Regions from separate parts of the Macaca mulatta genome. Here region 1 is linked to region 2. The links are chromatin contacts, called in public Hi-C maps. All regions are on one chromosome and are shown on one strand. The core of a region is the stretch at or near the end of the contact, and the rest is flanking DNA. Distances in the headings are between cores, read along the strand shown. Region 1 holds the start of ORC3 (origin recognition complex subunit 3). Region 2 holds the start of AKIRIN2 (akirin 2).

Region 1 (5,373 bases), core at 1,535-4,034, 110 kb before region 2:
GAACATTTTTCTTCTTTGCTCTTGTCTCCCCATGTCCTAATGTATTGAAAATATTCTTATTTATCCTCAAGTTTCAGATCATTACCCAATAACTCTATATTCAGAGAAACAGATATATATCTGCATAATTTACACTGCTGTATAAATCCATTAGATTCTGTTCAATGATTGGATTATGCTTCTTGCTTTCACAAACAGCACAGTATATAGGAAAGATATAATTTTAAAGTTAGATTTCTGTTGATAAACCAACTCTACAATTTATTGATGATGTGGCTTTGGGTAGGTTATTTAATCTCTGTGGATCTCAACTCACTCAATTATATAAGGTTAATGCTTCTATATCATAGGGCTGCCATGAGCTTAAATGTGAATGTGTAGTAATTAGAACAAATATATACTTGATATATTAGTTCTTGTTTCTCCAAATTACCTTTTTTTTTTTTTGAGACAGGGTCTCACTTTGTTCCCCAGGCTGGAGTGCAGTGGTGCAATCAAAGCTTGCTGTTTCAGCCACCTGGGCCCAAATGATCCTCCCACCTCAGCTTCCCAAGGAGCCTGGACCACAGGCATGTGCCGCTACACCTAAGTTGCATTTTTTATTTTTTGTAGAGGTGGGGGTCTCCCTATGTTGTCCAGGCTGGTCTTGAACGTCCCGGCTCAAGGGATCCCCCACTTTGGCCTCTCAAAGTGCTGGGATTACAAGTGTGAGCCACATGCCTGGCCCAATTTACATTCTTTACAAAGAACACAGTCTTTGCAAAACTAAACACAATTTGTTTCTCATCATGGCACTACCTTGATCTAAGGGCTAAGAATGGAAACCATCTACCCTTACACACAGCTTATATACTAAGGTCCAAAACTACCTGCCATGATATGGTTTACTGTCTACATTAACAAGAATTTATTATTTCTTTGTCTCATTGGCATAACTTTACTGTTCTAGAAGACTTCTGCCCAAATAACTTAATCATTCATTATAACAACTTCATGATAAATCTATTAGCTTTTCACAGGATTTACTTTTATTTTTTGTTTACAGGGTCTCACTCTGTGGCCCCCCTGGAGTGCAGTGGCACAATCACAGCTCACTGTAGCCTCAAACTCGTGGGGCCGTCCAAGTGATCCTCCAGACTCAGCCTTTCAAGCAGCTAGGACTACAGAGGTGCACATCAGGCCTAGCTACTTTTTAAAACAAATTTTTGTTGATACGAGGTCTCCCTATGTTGTCCACGCTGGTCTCAAACTCCCGGGTTCAAGCCATCCTCCCATCTCGGCCTCCCAAAGTGCTGGGATTATAGGCAGCTGAGCCACATGCCAGGTCTATTAGTTCTTCCAATTTAGAAAACCTCAACAGTTTATGCCTTAAGGCTCCTTGCAGTCTTTGCTTTTGCTACCAATCTTAAACTGCTGTATCAGATCAGTTTCCAATCCTAATCAAGCCATCTTCCTCCAACATCCTCCTACCCTCTGCCTCTGAAAGACCAGCCTTAAGCCGTACCCATCAGTAAAATCTGACCTTGCTTTCCCAGTTTAATACACTACCAAAGCTCTAAGCAGTGTTCTTTCTTATCCCAGTAAGCAATAAATTCAGCTGTCTTAACAAAATGTCATATTGGTGATATTTGGCGAATTATCACTGGACAGGGCAGTATATCTATAAGCATAAAGACAAGGCAGAGGGATTTCCCCACAAATGTCTAGAAACACTGTAAAAATGAGCTAAGATAAATTATACATCAGGCTAATTACGTCCACTAATACACCCATTAATCAGAAGGAAATGGGTTAGTCGAGACCACAACAGAAAGTTTCCTTCCAAGGGTGGCCAGTGAGTCCTAAAAAGTTCTTTTTGATGAATTACACATTTATACTGCAATTTTGCCCAGCGCAGTGGCTCATGCCTGTAATCCCAGCTCTTAGGGAGGCAGAGGAGGGACGACAGTTTGAGCCCAGGAGTTTGAGGACTGCCTGGGCAATATGGCGAGACTCCGTTCTCCACAAAAAGGAAAAACAAAACAAAGCAAGTATATTGTAACTTTGTAAGTCCTTCCTCACAACAGAGGTGTTCAAATATGACCCTGAACCAAGAAAAACTGAGTCTCAGATAGCTCATATATCTTTGGGAATTACCAAAAATAATTCTAGGGTTGACTACCTAAGTGACTGCAAGAGAAATAAGCAGTTTTAAAATGAGTTCCCTCTGAAGAACAATCCACATCCATCATTAACGTCATTAAAGTGTAAAGAACACTAACTTCTATGGGGTCTCATCATGGTCTACTGATTTTCCACCCAGGTAAAGCATACTAAGCTGTGGGGTGGGAAGGAGTGAAGCACCAGGTACCTTTCAAAGTTTACTTTTCACCAAGACAAACTGATCCCAGCCGACCCCCCACAGGACTTCTGGAGCCCTACCAGCTCCAGAGAAGGGGGAGGAGGTGGTAGAAAGTAACAGAACTCTGTAGGACCCACCCTCCAGCTGACTGAGGACTGGCCCGCAGCAGTGAAAGGCCTTTGGGGTCCCTAGCTCCGCATGGACTCCCCTGCGCGCTCCGGGATCCATACCTGGCAAGCTATAGCCCTGCGAAAGCTGCTCGCCATGTCCGCCTCTAGGGAAGTGCGCCGCAGTCCGCCAGTCCCGGCCTCGCCTCACCTCCTTAAACGCCCCGCCCCTCGCACCGGAAGCCCGCCCTGGAGGGTGATGCCAGCCAATCAAGAAGCTGCGTGACACGCCACTAACCTCTGCCCTGCAGGCGCGAGGGCGCGCGGGAAATCCCGAGTGCATCTGGAATCCGCAGAGCCGGTAAGAGCATGGCCACGTCCTCGGTGTCTAAGGTACGTGGTGGCCGACGCTCACAGTGGCTCTACCGCTGCCTCATTCCCCCTTTGAAGAAGGGATGAAGCGGAGGTTATGTAGGCCTCCGTTCCCTGGCTGGAGGGGAGGGAGGGAGCGGCGTACTGAGCTGAGGCGTCCTTGCTCCAGATCAGTTGAGGCCAACTTTGCTTGGGCCCAGAGCGAGGACGCGGATCTGCCTTGTGGTGGGGCTAGGAGGATTTTTAAGTTCTGGTTGTTGGAGGTCGGATGTCCTGATGATGTGGCCCAGTCTTTCATTTTTTCCCTCTCACAAATACTGTTAGCCGAGCACTCCGTTAGGTACCGAGATGCAGTGGTAAACAAAACAGATTCAGCTTCTGCAGTCAAGAAAGTCAGTAAACATAGATAAACTGATGATCACAAATTTTAAGTGTTAGCAAGGAAAAGAGTTCTAGACAGACAACAGAAGAGTGGGAAGAACCTAATATAGGTTGCCGGGGGTTAGCGGAGGCTTTTTGGAGAAAGTAACGCTTTGACTGAGACCTGAAAAATGAGAAGTTAGGCTAAGGATTAGGGCGAGGAGGGAAGAGAGAACAACGTGTTCTTCGGCCCAGAAGATAGAAATAAAATAGCATATTAGAGGAATTTAAAAATCATAATCAGAAAGTAGACAAAGAGTGGGAGCGTCATGAAAAATGAGAATGCAAAAGTAATGCAGATGCGGGTGTGTGTGGTGGGGGTATCTTACAGACCTCATCTTGGCTACCAAGATGGCAAGAAATTGCAAAACATAGTGTAGTTGGTAAGAGGATAAGCCCTAGAGCTATATTGTCCAATGTGTTAGTCACTAACCACATGTGGCTATTTAAATTTGAGTTAAAGTAAAATTAAGTAAAAATTCAGTTCCTCCGTTGCACTAGCCACATTTTAAGTGCTCAATCATCACATGTGGCTGCAGCTACCATTTTAGATAGTGCAGATACATTTCTATCATTACAGAAAGTTCTGTTGGACAGCGCTGTTCCGGACCACGAAAAGTAAGACATTTAGTTCTATTATAAGTGCAGCGGGAAGCCCCTGAAGTTAAGCTGTCTGATAAAGCTGAAAAATCCAGATGAAGAAGCTACATTCTCCCTATGTTAAAACAATGGATTAATGAAGGCTATATCATGGATCTGATTTTTTATTTTGATTAAAATGGTTTATGAGAAGCAGTGCTTTTAAAGACTACATCTCAAGAAGAAAGTACAAGTCTTGGGGTTTAAGGTTACACTAGAAGAGATTTAAAAGTAGTATTTTTATTAGAATTGGTACTGGTTTTATTTTGTCCTGGTTATAATATTCTGTAGGTTTTGAATGGTCTGTCCCTTAATCCTGTTGATTGCATAAGCACCTCTTATTTTTATGTATCTTGCAGAAAGTAAGGTTTTTCAGGAAAGCGTTTTGGTATTATAACAGAAATGTCTGTATTGGGATGAGACCTTACATGTATAAGAAGCTTTAAGAACTATTTCATGAGTTGATGGAACTGTAAGCTTTTTTTTTTTTTTTTCTTGAGACGGAGTCTCGCTCTGTTACCAGGCTGGAGTGCAGTGGCGCGATCTCGGCTCACTGCAACCTCCACCTCCCCGATTCAAGCTATTCTCCCACCTCGGCCTCCCGAGTAGCTGGGATTACAGACACGCGCTACCACAGCCAGCTAGTTTTGTAAAAGTAGAGACAGGGTTTCACCATGTTGGCCAGGCAGGTCTCAAATTCCAGACCTCAGGTGATCCCCCGGCCTCAGCCTCCCAAAGTGTTGGGATTACAGGCGTGAGCCACCATGCCCGGCCCTTAAACGTATCAAAACATTTTAATGTCTCTTTCCTCATGAAATTTTCTGGCTGTTGGCCTTCCTCTATCTCAAACACCATCACTTGACCAGCAGTTCCAAATGGTTAACCATGTTACTACCACTGCCCTGTATTAAGATCCTTTCTGGTCACTCCTCATACCGTGTTCCTTTGAAGCTCCTTTCTTCTTTACTGAATTGCAGGTGGATTTGAAAAGAAGGCAATGACAGGTTTGTCATGGTACCACGTGATTTTTCTAAATATGTATGTTATTTCACAAACTTCTGCTAGTTGCAGATACAAGAATATAAGGCACAGGGCTGTGTGCGGTGGCTCATGCCTGTAATCCCAACACTTTGGGAGGCCGAGGTGGGTGGATCATCTGAGGTCAGGAGTTCGAGACCAACCTGACCAACATGGTGAAACCCCATTTCTACTAAAATACAAAATTAGCCTGGGATGTTGGTGGGCGCCTGTAATCCCAGCCTCTCAGGAGGCTGAGGCAGGAGAATCGCCTGAACTCTGGAGGTAGAGGTTGTAGTGAGCCGAGATTGTGCCATTGCACTCTAGCCTGGGCAGCAGAGGGAGACTCTGTCTAAAAAAAAAAGAGTCTAATGCACAGGTCTTAATTTGGAACATGTAATCCAAATGACTACTTTATATTTTCACAGCTGTCTTTAACACTATCCTGAGACAACTTTGCCTAGGTATTGTTCTTTT
Region 2 (5,852 bases), core at 1,425-3,924:
ATTAGCTGGCTTAAACAGTTCCAATAATTCCAGTCGTTTTACTACGATACTTCAATTAATTTAAACTTGAGATAATGTGGAGCCAATTGTATTAACCAACGCTACAGATATGCCAATGAAAAGTCAAGTTTACAAAGGATCACAGTTCTTTCCGAGTAAGTGTGCTTTAAAGGGGGGGAACATATTATACCCCACTGGTTTACACACATGCCCAAGATTATTTTCACATTGAGATATAGTACTTTAATTCCCAAACCTAGCACTGTATTAATTCACTCCCTCGACTGAAATTTATTGCTGGTTAGCTACTTAATGACCTTATTTTGAAATGGCCTTATTAGTTAAGTACAAATTCCATTTCAATTTCCAATGATACCATTTCACTAAAAGACAAATTCCAAAAATGTCAACCACCAGTAGCTCATTCTTGACACTGGCTGTTTCCTTTTTTTTTTTTTCCCCAAAGTAAAGCCTAACAATCAACAAATGCCTTTTCAATCTAATTAAAAGACAGTTCAGTAAGGTCATTAAATAAATTTATCCGAGAATTTCCGTGACAACTCACTACAACTCTGAAACAGTATGTCCTTAAATTAGATCAAATATTTAATAGCAAAAATGGTAGCTTGCATATTCGAGGGTCACTCCATGGATTTAGAAAATATTTCAAAATGTGACATTAAAAAAAAACACTAAAGTCAGTTTCAAATGGAAGTCACCAAATATAGAGGTATATACTTCACTTTTTTAAGCTAATGATAATGAGACATTTAAATCAAGCTATGAAAAGGCTTTGTTTAAAGGGTGATATTATTACTAAAGGCTCACACAGAAATCTTTGCATGCTACACACAAAGGAAACATTTACACTTCAATCCACAAAAGCCTATCCTAGGACTGTGCCAGGGGCACACAAGGATTTCAAAGTACAGAAAAAACTGGGCATACACATGCCCTACAAAGCAGCCAAAAGACATTCCCCATAGTCTCTCTCAGGAAATGTTTCAAGATGAAAAGCAAAAGTCTTTAGTCCCTTGGAATGCTGGGTTGATTTCTTCATTATCCTCAAGGCTAGGTTGTTTTCTCCCAACATACTTTGTTGGGCAAAAATAAAGCATTTCCAAATAAAAACAACTCCTCAGCCCCAATTTTCAATGCAATATACTTATTAAAAGTTCAAGATTTCTCAAGGTCTAGATGTACAGTATGATCATATTACAGTACTCGGGAAGAGCGTTTTCTTTGTTGTTGACCCTGCTAGGGAAACAGGTCTTGACTCAGCCAAAGTGGCGTTCTTGTGGGTGATTAATGACAGGCCTAGATCTCGCCCCAGTGACATCCATCCCCACCCCCCACCCCCACTATACTAAAATCAGCCATGTCTGAACTGGAGGAGGGGCTGTAGCCTCGCCTCAAACCACCCAGTCCCAGAGTTAATAGCTGCAACCAATCGATTACGGCAAGCACACATTGAGATTGGGGCGAAATGTGACCCTTTCGCCTAAATTTACGAATAATATCGCCCTCTCTGATCATTTCCGCTGAGTCTCCAGCGACTACGGAAACAATTCCAATCATTCGGCCCAAAGAAAAAGATGTCCCTGTTCTACCCAATACCGACAAGGCAAAGCCCCTACCCACCTCCAAACACTACCCCCTTGACATCAGCCCATTTCTATTGTGTCTTATTAGGTCCTCGGGCTACGAGGACCTAATGAAAAATGTGGCTGCCCTACTACTTTGCTAAGAACGAGAACCACACAGTCCGGTACCCCCACCCCAGGGGCCGCATCCCACGCCCCAGGACCCCTGTTCTCTCGACTACCCCGGCGGCCGCGGGGCCGGGTCCCACCTGTGGTGAGGCGGGAGGAGACGTCGCCGAAGGGGGATGGCTCCATTCGGAGATACTTCTGCGGCGAGGCGGCCGCAGCCGAGAAGGAGGCGGCAGTGGCCGCGGCCGCCGACAACGGAGAAGCAGCGGCCGAGGTGGGTGCCGACAATGGCGCACATCGCCTCCGCTTCGGGGACGCCGGGCTCAACAGCGGGTCGAAATCCAGAGTCCTTTTCAGAGTGGCTCCGCACGCCATGGCCGGGGGCAGCTGAAGCGCCGGGCTCGGGCGGGGTCGGGGAGGGGTGACGAGAGGAAGAGGGCGAGGAAGAGGGGGAAGAGCGGGAACTCGAGGAGAGCCTACCCGACGGGCTCAGGAGCCAAGCGGGTCGCAGAGCGCCGGCTGTGGAAAACAGAGCCGCCGCCGCCGCTGCCTCCGCGGCAGGGGCAGTGGCCAGGGACGGCCCGGGTGAGAGCGGGAGGGGCGGTGGCGGGCAGAAGCACACGCCAGTCGCGTCAGGGGGGCTCTTCCGCCTCCTCAGGCGCAGCTCCCCCGGGAGAGGCTCCGGCCGCCCCCGCCGTCCGCTCGAGCTTTGCGCCGCGCCTGAGGCGCTTCTGTGCTGAGACCAGATCCTTTCTGAAGTCGAAAACAGCACTGTGGGGCGTGAGGCTGAAACGCGGCTCCTAATACGCCCGAGTACGGTCAGTAGATTGAGAGCGGCGATCGATGCAGAGAGATTGCGAGGTGGCTGCGGCAGCACGACCGCAAGCGAACACGTCCAACCGCTTCCCCCTCCCCCGTAGGACTCTCCCACCCGCCGCCGGCCCCAATATGGCGTCAATAACAACGCCGCCGATTCAAATCCGGCGGCCTCAGAGCGCGTGCGCACGGGGGCGGGCCAAACCGAGGATGCATTTTGGGAGTTGTAGTTTTTAGCTGCGGGGAGGAATCGGCTTGAAAGACGGGAAGGGAGGAGTCACAGAAACTACTACTTCCGTCATGCAAGGCGCGCGATTCCGAGTTCCGGGTTGGAATTTAAATCCCCTTACACAGCTTGAGTGTGAAAGGAACTAAGCAAAAGAGAAAAAAGAAAAGGTTCTGAGACAGTCTGGGAGACGGGAAAGAGAACCGGTGGAAAAAGCAAGCTAAGCGACGTAGAAATCTTTTAAGATTCTCCGCATAGTTGCTCCCACAGTGATTTAAGATCTGGGAAATATAATAAGCCAATTTCTAGTCAAAGTTAGATTAATTTCGGTATCGACAGTACCCAAAACAAGACCTTTAACATGGAGAGGATAGGAGATAAGGAGATTATGAAACCTATTTAGGACTGGCAGACAGAACAACAGTAATAGTATCAGGTTACAGGATCCTTGATTGAACTCGATGCTTTGCCCTTCCCAGGTAGCTGCTTCATCCCCTAATTAAATTCCGTAAAGCCAGCTTTGCTTCTGAAAATGAATAGGATTTGAACGACTTACAGAATCAAATTGTTTTGCTTTGGGTAAAAAGCAAGTGGTATCAGACATTGCATTATTTCTATTGAATACTGGTGCATATATTGTGAATTTTGGTACAAAACTAATCAAAAGACAGTGAAACGTTTAGGTAACAGATATTGGATGGATCCATTTTGTAAGCGGAGGGGAAAAAAGTGTTTCTAAAAGTTGTACTTTTAATCAGATACCTAAAATAAGAAACAAATACAGCACTAATTTAGAAAGTGATCATGTAGCGGGGCATGGTGGCTCACGCCTGGTATCCCAGCACTTTGGGAGGCCGAGGCAGGTGGATCTGCCTGAGGTCAGGAGTTCGAGACCAGCCTGGTCAACATGGTGAAACTCCGTCTCTACTAAAAATACAAACATTAGCCGAGCGTGGTGGCGCGCGCCTGTAATCCCAGCTACTTGGGAGGCTGAGACAGGAGAATCGCTTGAACCCAGGAGGTGGAGGTTGCAGTGAGCCGACATGGTGCCACTGCACTCCAGCCTGGGTGACAGAGCGAGACTCTGTCTCAAAAAAAATGAAAAGAAAAGAAAGGGATGCCGGGCGCGGTGGCTCACGCCTGTAATCCCAGCACTGAGAGGCCGAGGCAGGCAGATCACCAGGTCAGGAGTCCGAGGCCAGCCTGGTCAACATGGTGAAACCCTGTCTCTATTAAAAATACAAAAAATTAGCCGGGCGTGGTAGCACGGGCCTGTAGTCCCAGCTACTCAGGAGACTGAGGCAGAAGAATCGCTTGAACCCGGGAGGCGGAGGTTGCAGTGAGCCAAGATCAAGCCACTGCACTCCAGCCTGGGTGGCAGAGCTAGACTTCCTCTCAAAAAAAAAAACAAAGTGATATATGTAGAAACTATCACCAGTGCAATACGAAACAATTTTGTGAATGCCAACTGTCAAATGATTATAAACACTGATTTCCAATGCTCATATATTCTCATTTATTCAGTAACAGATGTTTTATAGCCATTTTGTCTATTATTTTTAAACCATATTTGGAAGGAGTTCAATATATTGTTTTATAGAATTGTCCAGTGCTTCAGAGATCAGCAGTCCTGATCACACTGTGTCAACAAGCAAGCCCTTCTAGTTTTAATTTAGGATATTTCGAAATATCCTACATTTCCTACATTTGGAAAATCTTTTGAAAAAGATAAGCATTTAATGAAATAGCAGCTTAACTAAGACACCTACTAGGTAAATTTCTACTAAATTCTAAACACTATGAAATTCATAATACTGTGAAATTAACAGAATGTATATATTTTATGTAAATAGGTAGAAAAAGATTGGTTTGTGGAAATCAGATAAAGCATTTACATTCTTGGTAATATTTTCTGAAATTAAGATTTGCCCTTAAGTTGTAAAACCTACATTGGAAATGTGATGTTGTGAGTTAAATTCCCTATGTTTGAGGGAATTGTGTTCCCTCAAAATTCATATGAAGTACTAACCTCCAGTACCTTAGAATATGACTGTACTTAGAAATAGGATTATTTCAAATGTAATTAGCTAAATGTAGTAGGATGGTCGCCTAATCCAATATGACTGGTATTCTTAGAAAAAAGGGAAATTTGGGTTGGGTGTGGTGGCTCCCACCTGTAATCCCAGCACTTTGGGAGGCTAAGGTGGGAGGATCACTTGAGGCCAGGAGTTTGAGGGCTAGCCTGGGCAATAATAAGAAACCTAATCTCTACAAAAATAAAAAAAATTAACCAGGCATGATGGTGGACACCTGTGGTCCCAGCTACTCAGGGCAGCTGAGGTGAGAGGATTGCATGAGCCCAGAAGGTCGAGGCTGCAGTGAGCTGTAATCACACCACCACACTCCGGCCTGGGTGATATAGCCAGACCTGTCTCAAAAAAAAAGAAAAAGGACAGGGTGAAGGGGAGAGTGAGGTAGGGGTGGGAATTTGGACCCAGGCATGGGCCCAAGGGAATTTTGACCCACATGAACATGAACATGAAAATAGAGATTAGGGTGATGCTTCTACAAGCCAAGGAATACCAAAGATTGCCAGCAGAACACCAGAAGCTAGGAGAGAAGCTGTTCTCCCTCACAGTCCTCAGAAGGAACCAACCCTGAAAACACCTTCTCAGAGTTCTGTTCTCTAGACTATGAGACAATAAATTTCTATAGTTTAAGCCATCCAGTTTGTGGTACTTTGTTATGGCAGCTGTAAGAAACTAATACAGAGAGGATTGTGGTTATCAGGCTATCATTTGAAATATACCAGAATGCCTAGAAAATGAGGAAAGTGTTGTTTTGTTTAATTGTAGAGGCAGAGGTCTAAGTTGCTGAGGATGGTCTCAAACTCCTGGCCTCAAGCGATCCTCCCACCTTGGCCTCAGTAAGTGCTAGCATTATAGGCTGAGCCACTGCACCCAGCCAGCAAAGTGTTGTTGTACTTAAAGGTGGTGGGGGATATCTGGTAAACTTGATAGTTTAGTCATAATAGCTGCCTGTGCGGTCACCGCTGCACAGCATATTTGCAAAAGGCTGTCAAGATTAAGCAGTGACAG

Evidence for each region. A called contact is a pair of places that touch in the nucleus more often than the background predicts.
Region 1: a contact with region 2 is called in a Hi-C map of fetal cortical plate, with 2.4 times the contacts expected there. The contact joins the promoter of ORC3 here to the promoter of AKIRIN2 in region 2. A contact is called at or near these places in 3 of 14 Hi-C or Micro-C datasets (fetal cortex germinal zone, fetal cortical plate and liver).

The regions. Positions count from the first base shown.
Region 1 is chr4:98,347,376-98,352,748 of T2T-MMU8v2.0, reverse strand. ORC3 (origin recognition complex subunit 3) reads left to right here and starts at 2,784. Exons shown (of 19, transcript XR_013416301.1): 1 at 2,784-2,841. It overlaps RARS2 (arginyl-tRNA synthetase 2, mitochondrial), which reads right to left and starts at 2,643. Exons shown (of 22, transcript XR_013416302.1): 1 at 2,572-2,643.
Region 2 is chr4:98,238,837-98,244,688 of T2T-MMU8v2.0, reverse strand. It overlaps AKIRIN2 (akirin 2), which reads right to left and starts at 2,674. Exons shown (of 5, transcript XM_015136918.3): 1 at 1,853-2,674. The coding sequence starts at 2,087.